Linked DNA regions of Mus musculus: region 2 is linked to region 1. A link is a contact called in public Hi-C data. All regions are on one chromosome and are shown on one strand. The core of a region is the stretch at or near the end of the contact, and the rest is flanking DNA. Distances in the headings are between cores, read along the strand shown.

Region 1 (3,966 bases), core at 682-3,181:
GCGGGACTCAAGTTGTTACCCCCCACCCCTCCAACACACACATACTTTCCAAGGCCGGAATCAGGCTCAGAGAAGGGGAGCCAATAGCCTGAAGACACAATGCAATCTGGCACATGGAGGCAGCATTCGAACCCAAGACTCTGGAACCATGTACCTCTCTGGCCTGGTTGAAACCTCCAACTTGAAACCTAAGCCAACAGGGGAGAGGGGCAGAGGGGGCGTTATCTGATATCTACCATATGCATTAGAAACACAGATAAAGGCCTAAGGCTGTACTCGAGAGACAGAGGTAGGTGGATCTTGATGAGTTCAAGGCTAGCCTGGTCTACCTAGAGGAACTCTTGTCCAAAAACAGAAAGTGTGTGGCCGGGCTCTGCGCTGAAGGTGGTGAGAGGGTGGCGGGTGGAGGAGCCGGCATAAGGGAAAAGGAATCGGTAAGCTGACTTTTAGACACCTGGAAAGCTGTCAGAATTACAGGAAATGCAGGGGAGGGGAGCAGGGTCCTTCGGCTGTGAGGGGAGGAAGACCCTGGCATGGGAACCAGAGGATCTGGGCTCAGTAAACTCCCAGATGTCAGGGCTAAAGGCCCAGGCAGGGCAGAGTAAAGGGAGAGGGGAAGGCTTAGGGCCTGTGGAGGGCAGAAAGCTGAGGAGGGGGGGTTTCTTCCAGAAAGCCCAACATCCAGCAAGGAAAGGGGGCTCGAGTTAGCAGGGGGTGTGAGGAGGGGGTGAGGAGGTGAGACTGGGGAGAGCCTCAGGAGGCGACCAGAGTCAGCCTAGTCTGGGGCCTGGAACCCTAGTCTTGGATGGGAGGAAGCCCGCAGGGTTGGAAGCCAAGGCTTCCCTTAGAAAGACTGGACGGGTCCCACCAAGGGGACCCCAGAGGCGACTAGGATCCAAGGACAGGGCAACCTGGCACAGCAGGGTCAGGCCAGGGAGTGGAGACACCTTGAAGGAAGCGGGCAGGGCCCTGCGCCCAGGTGCCGTTTGGCTTCCTGGGGGAGGCAGCTAGCAGGAGCCCAGGCGGAGCTGGGGACTGGCCAGGGGTAGCAGGGGAAACCAGCACCCCAACTCGGCAAGAAGCAGGGAGGACAACAGGGCCAGACTGGGTCGAGCCTTGAGGGGGGAGGGGGGAGACAGGGCTGCGCTTCGGGGAACAGGGGCCCGTGCCATCCGGGAAGAGTCGAGGCCAAGCTGCGGGCGAGCGGGCGAGCGGGGGACAGCCGGGGCAGCCGAGGAAGGGAGGGGCTGCCGGCGGGCAGGGGAGGGGGCTTCCTGGAGGGAAGAGACCGGGCGGAAGCGTTCTGCAGAGGGACCGGAGAAGAGTCCAAAGACAGGGGCGCCCCTAGGGGTCGGGCTGGGCTGGGGCTGTGGGGAGGAGGGAGCAGAGAGGCCTCAAAGTCATGGGAAGCGTTGGTCTGGGCTGTGGAGCCCGGAAAGGAGTCGAGACTGGCGGGGTCAGTGGTCCGGGAGGGCGAGGGGTTCTATGGCTGGACTCAGGCAGGGCTCCCCAAGGGGCTGGGCCCCACTCACCGTGTCCGAGTTTCGATCGTTGCCCGGGGCCAGCGCCGTCCTCGAAGACATCTTCTCTGGGGTCCCAGAAGGGAAAGGGACAGGGGCGGCCGGGCGGGGGGGGTGGGGATCCCGGGGTCCCCTCTCTTCCCCTCCCCCCCCCCAGCCGACCTGGGGACGCGAGCTCAAAAGCTGGGCGCCGTGGACGCCCGAGTCCTCGCAGAGCGAGAGCAAGAGAGGGCAGGACGGGGGAGGGGAGAAGACACCGAGGGTCCTAGTGGCCCCGTGCAAGGGGAACCCGGGGCGCCATCTGGGCGGCGGGCAGGCGGGAGGGTGCACGGGCGGGGGCCGGGGAGGGGGCGCGGAGCCGGCCCGGGGCGGCGGCGGAGGGAGGCGACCAAGGGGCCGGGGAGGAAGGGACGTCAGGGGGAGGGGCGGGAGGGGCGGGGTCCGTTTAAACTCCGCCCCCTGCCGCCGGCCCTTAAAGGTACAGGCCTGGGCTGGCTCCGGGGTTCTGGAGGCGGAGGCAGGTCTGGGCGTGCGGGTCTCCAGCAAGTTCTCACAGGAGACTCGGAGTCACGGGCAGAGAGTTGCTGAGGAGAGAGCAGAGGGAGATGTTGAGAGATGGGAAAGGGGACACACAGACACGAGGTAGGAAGAAGCAGAGTCACAAAGAGGGACAGAGAAGCCAAGGACAGAGACAAAGGGACGGACAGAAAGGGGACAGAGACAGGGAGACACAGAGGCACTCAGACACACAGAGACTGAGAGACAGAGACACAGATACAAAGACAGAGAGGAGAGAGGAGAGAGAATCATATGCCAAGGCGGAGGGAGGGAACGAAAGAGACAAAGAGAAACTCCAGGACTGGAAGACTGCCGAGGACAGGAATAAAGGAGAAGCAGCAAGAAAGGAGAGAGAGAGAGAGAGAGAGAGAGAGAGAGAGAGAGAGAGAGAGAGAGAGAGAGAGAGAGAGAGAGAGAGAGAGAGACAGAGAGAGACAGAGAGAGAGAACTGTGTACCTGTCATTCGGACCCTCAGGAGGTTGAGATAATGGATTGCTGTGAGTTCAAGACCATACACAACAAGACCCTGTCTCAGAAAACAAAAGCCAAAATTGAAGCCAGTCCCTGGGTTCAAGGACATCCTGAACTTCAGCCCCTGGTGGGGTAAGGGTAGATAACCCGCAGCCCCGGCTGGTCTCACTTTCTCAGTCTGTACAATGAAGGAGAGAGAGCCTCAGTTGCCTCTCTGGCTAGCTGGAAGCCCAGACAGGTGTTGACTTGCAGGGGCAAACAGACTGGAGGGGGAGGGGAGAGGGCTGTGCTGAGAACACACAGTGCCTTGTGTGTGTGTGTGTGTGTAGGGAGTGCATCACCCTGGTCCAGAGCCCATTGTCTTGCTGTCTTAGAAATTCTCCCTGAGCCTCAGTTTCCCTTTGTGAAAATTAGACGTTGCAGGCATAGTGGTCCTGGAAGGACTGAAGTTCTAGATCATCCTTAAGTACATAGTGAGTCCAAGACTAGCCTGGTCTACATGAGACCCTGCCAGACAGAATGAAAGCCAAAAGAGACAGAGGTTAACAGACATGTGCTAGCTAGCTCAAGCAAGCTGATCATAGGACTAGCTATTAAGCACGAACATTTTTAAAAGTTAAATTATGCAAACATGTAATTAAGCAAATTGTATTAAAAATTGGCAGGGGGAGGGGGTGGGTGCTGGAGAAATGGCTCAGCAGTTAGGAACACTGGCTACTCTTCCAGAGGACCTGGGTTCAGTTCCCAGCCCTCCCCACCCCCCACACACACATACATGGTGGCTCACAACCATCTGTAACTGCAGGTCTATGGGACCTGACACCCTCTTCTGGCTTCCCCAGTGACTATGTGCATGTACACACACACACACACACACACACACACACACACACACACGAGGCAGAACACCCAAAAACATAAGTAAACATAAAAGCTATAAAAGTAAAGAAAAGGCCCAAAGTGAGAGTAAGTGTGGCAGAGCTCAGATTATTTATTATACTTGAACAATTTATTAATTTTGGGGAGCAGGGCATGTGTGTGATGGTGAGGGAACAGGTTTTGGAAGTCAACTGTCTCCTCTCTCTGTGGGTCCCCAGGATCAAACTTGGGTCACCAGCCTCAAAGGCAAGAGCCTTCACCCCACCTCCGCAGCCAACCCTATGCATTAATTGATTTGAGACTGGTTATCATGTAACCCAGGCCTCCTGGAAGCTCTCCTATTGAGGTTGGCCTTGATCCTCCTGCCTCCACCTCAGGGAGGGCTGAGACTGCAGGTGTGAGCACCACACCCAGTTGTCTCTGGTTCTGGGAATTGTTTGTTTTTCTTTTGTTTTAACTGGAGAACACAGACTCCTCTACCACAGATTATGCAGTCACTTCCACAGTGGGGAAACTGAGGGCTCAACAATCCAGAGAA
Region 2 (3,966 bases), core at 655-3,154, 280 kb before region 1:
TTTTTTCCTTTTTAAAAATATTTGTTTGTTTAATGTATGTAAGTATACTGTTGCTATCTTCAGACACACCAGAAGAGGGCATCCAATCCCATTACAGATGGTTGTGAGCCACCATGTGGTTGCTGGGAATTGAACTCAGGACCTCTGGACTATTGGTATGTCTGAAGACAGCTACTGTGTACTCATATAACATAAATAAATCTTTTAAAAAACAAAAGAACAAGAACAAATCAGGAACAAGCATATTTTCTGAAATTGGGCCTTGTGGTATATGCCTATTAATCCCAGTACCAGAGGGTTTGGAGCAGGAATATTAGAAACTCATCAGACACCATTCTCTTAGCTATGTAATGAGTTGGAGGCCAGCCTCAGGTACATGAGACCTATATCAAAACAAACCATAGGTAGACTAGGAGTGAAGCTAATGTTTTCCCAGTACTTGGAAGGCTGAGGCAGAAGGATCACAAGTCTGAGGCAACTTGGGCTACTTAGTTTTTTGCTAGACTGGACAACAGAGAGGAATACATCAAAAAACAAAACAAAACAAACAAACAAAAACCCAGAGCCAGAGGTCTGGCTGTGGTGACACTTAACTCCAGCAGTCCTGAGGCAGAGGCAGGAGGCTCTACTGAGTTGGAGACTAGTCTGGACTATATATCAAGTTCCAGGACAGCCAAGGTTACATAGTGAGACCCAATCTTTAAAAAGAAAGAAAGGAAGGAAGAAAGAAAAGAAGAGAGAAAGAGAGAAGAGAAGAGAAGAGAAGAGAAGAGAAGAGAAGAGAAAAAGAGAAGAAGAAGAAGAAGAAGAAGAAGAAGAAGAAGAAGAAGAAGAAGAAGAAGAAGAAGAAGAAGAAGAAGAAGAAGAAGAAGAAGAAGAAGAAGAAAAAAAAACTAACATAGGTAGGGATGGAGTCACTGGCCTGTAACTCCAGATTTTGGGAAATGGAGACAGAGCATGAAGGTAAGGAGTTCAAAACTGGCCTAGGCTATATAAGACCCTGATTCAAACAACAACAAAAAACCCAGGTATGGCAGAGCGGGCGCAGGGTAGGGTGTGGGCTGGGCTGGACTATAGAGTAATGTCTTCACTCAAAAATACAAGACAACAAAACAAAGCAAAATGAACCCCGTGGTCTGGGTCATGACTTGGGAAAGGCGGCCCCATCTTTAAATCCATTGTCAGTTTCTGTACCCCCTCCTTCCCTCCTAGTTCCCCAGTTTCCGAGCCTGCTCTGACTGACACCGCCAGCTGGTCCCGGGTTTCACAACTGGGTCTCTGTCAAAATACGGACTGGATAACGCCTTCCTGAGAGAGGAGGATTGTAGGAGCTAATAGCTTCTGTGGATGAAGTGGATTGGAAGGTTAGGGCGGGGCTAATGACTTGAGGGCGGGCTCTAAATTCTGAGGGCGGGGCTAACTCTACTAGAGCGTCTGGTCCAAGGTTCCAGTCCTGAGATGTTCAAGGGGGTGTGGCTATTTGCTCTAGGGGCGGGATTAGAACTTTTGTTGTTTCTAGATTTAGGGGGTGGAGCTAAGAGCCCTGGGGGCGTGTCTAGCTCTAATAAACAAGGAGCGGGGATCCGGCTAGGATACAGGCGCAGGTTATAGAATAACCTGTCATATTTAAGGTTTCAATGTCAAGTTCTGGTCGTGCGAGGGGACTTATGGGAAATCAGATAAAAGATTTAGAGGAGGCTTTCGGGAATAGGAGTGTCTTCTTTCACCCCATCCTCCTTCCAGAGCTGAGGGGCGACGCTTCAGGATGAAAAGCAGGAAGGACCCTGCCCCTTCAAACCCGTCCGCATCCTTATTGGCGGAGGAGCCTGCGCGACAGACTCTCATTGGTTCCTAACGGGAGAGGAGGGTGTAGAGAGAATACACTCAGGTTTGTGGGAGGGACCAGACAGTACCTAGGGGGACCCCGACGCAGCCAATCCTGACCTGAAGACTGTTGCGGGGGTTGGGGGAACGGACAGAGCAGTCTCTCGACACCCTTACAGGGCATCCTAGGGGATGACCCCTGTGCCAGGCTCAGAGCCGGCCGCCTGATGCTGGGTGGGCCGTGCTGGGGATGCTGGAACGAAGGGCGTTGCTATGGCAACGGGAGGCAGGGCCTGGGGGGGGGACCGGGCCCGAGCTGGGGCTGCGGGGGCCGGCGGTGGCTGTGGTGGGGCAATGGCGGAGCGCGGCCCGGCCTTCTGCGGCCTCTACGACACGTCCTCTCTGCTGCAATACTGCAACGGTGAGAGCCCCCTTCCTAGTTCAGACCCTGGCCCCGCCCAGGGTGGACCTACCTCCTCCTGCCCCAACCCTTTTCTTCCAAGTCCTTATCTCCTCCCTTGTGAGAGATTCTCCCTTTCTCCTCATCAACAGGATTCTGACCCCAAAACAAGGTCCTTTATCCCCAAAGTCACGATCCTGCTCCCCCTATCCCAACAAACACCTGCTCCGAAGGTGTCCAGACAGAGGGAAGGGTAAAGATCGTAGAGGAGCCTGTGAGGGAGAGGGCAGACCTGGGGTTGGGGTAGGGAGTCAGCTCGATGTGGAACTCTTTCTGCCCCCTACCTCCTCAGCCCCTTCCCCGGGACCCTTCCCTGTCTTTGGGCATAGCAGGGGGAAATGCTGAATTGAGGGCTGGGCTTGGGAATAGTAAAACAGCAGAAGACTTTCTGTACACTGCACTGTCTTCAGCTTTGCCTCTGCCCCCTCTCCCCACCCCAGGTAGAATCCTCTTCTCCCCTAGACAAATGTGTATGGCGCCAGTAGGGCCATTTTAGTACGAGGGGAGCTGGGCTGGAGGAGTGGAGAGGTAAAGAGACGCGGAGAGTGGACACTGGTCTCTAGGCCAGGAAAACGTCCAGGAGGAAGCCAAGAGCTTGAGTCATGGGGTGGGACCATCAGGCCAAGCAAGGCCTCAGATGAAAGCTGACGACCGTTCAGGGTCAATGTGCCCCCATGTCAATCAGGGGGCCTTGCCAAAGGATCATCTCAGAGTTTGGAGGTCACTCCCTTGGGCACACAAACACTTTGCTAGGGACCCCTAGAGTTGGCAAAGGAACTAGAATGTTATTTAATCCCCCATCTACCTTCTAAAGGTTAAGGACCACAGGGTGTCTCAGGCTAGGCCAAGTATGGGTTCTGGTCCTGAAAGAAAAGCTGTGTCCGAATCAAGTGGCTGGGATCTTCTGGATGACAGTCCTTGATGAGGCCTCTACAGCCATCAGAGTAGAGGGTGGGGGTGGGATAGCTGCCATATTTATTGGTTCATCTTATTTTGGATTTATTAAGCTCATATCATGATGTGGGAAACATGTTAAGTGTGGGGCCTAGCTCTTGTATTTCCAACGGTAACATTATTTACCGGAGGTAGAAAAGGGCTCAAAATAAGGTGGGTTGCTGGCTCCCCTACCCCCTACTGGCTGTGCAGTCCTTGGCTTATCTCTAAACTCCCTGACACCGTCTTCTTCACAGGACCCTGGGACTTCCCGATAGAGGTCTCAAGTCTCTGCAATCTTCTCCCTCCGACCTCGAGAGCCCCCCTCCCCCCTCCTTCTGCAGGTCCAGACACCGAACCTGCGGAGCACTGGGTGGGTGGGGGTAGAGGACGGGGTGGCAGGACAAGGCAGGCGATTGGATCACGGAGGGAGAGGGAGGGGGTGGAACAGGAGGCTGCAGTGCGTGAGTCCAGCGGGCAGGCGCGGCTGGCTTAGTGACGGACACAGGACTCGGGATGGCAAGTGAGACCTCCGAGCCCGCTAGCTGTTCCTGCTACCATCTTTACTTGACACGGGCTGGAAGCCAGGGTCTCCTAGATTGTCTCAGCAATGAGTCTGGGTAGGAGTGGTCTGGAAGGGAGGTGGAGGAGGGCCACTTAGAATCCCCCACCCCCGTGGGAGGAAGGACGGGAAAGGAAAATGATGAGGGAGTCATTTAAAACTGAATCAATAGACGGAAGAGAAGGAA

What was found. Hi-C and Micro-C count contacts between places; a contact is called where the count stands out from the background.
Region 2: a Hi-C map of embryonic stem cells shows a contact between it and region 1, with 2.7 times the contacts expected there. The contact joins the promoter of Eml2 here to the promoter of Mark4 in region 1. A contact is called at or near these places in 2 of 484 Hi-C or Micro-C datasets (cerebral cortex and embryonic stem cells), 2 of 115 datasets of contacts at active chromatin or transcription factors (embryonic stem cells and microglia) and 2 of 9 other capture datasets (liver and pancreatic islet).

The regions. Positions count from the first base shown.
Region 1 is chr7:19,456,912-19,460,877 of GRCm38.p6, forward strand. It overlaps Mark4 (MAP/microtubule affinity regulating kinase 4), which reads right to left and starts at 1,932. Exons shown (of 17, transcript NM_172279.2): 1 at 1,533-1,932. The coding sequence starts at 1,583. It also overlaps the pseudogene Gm23099.
Region 2 is chr7:19,174,517-19,178,482 of GRCm38.p6, forward strand. Eml2 (echinoderm microtubule associated protein like 2) reads left to right here and starts at 1,905. Exons shown (of 22, transcript NM_001347582.1): 1 at 1,905-2,245. The coding sequence starts at 2,098.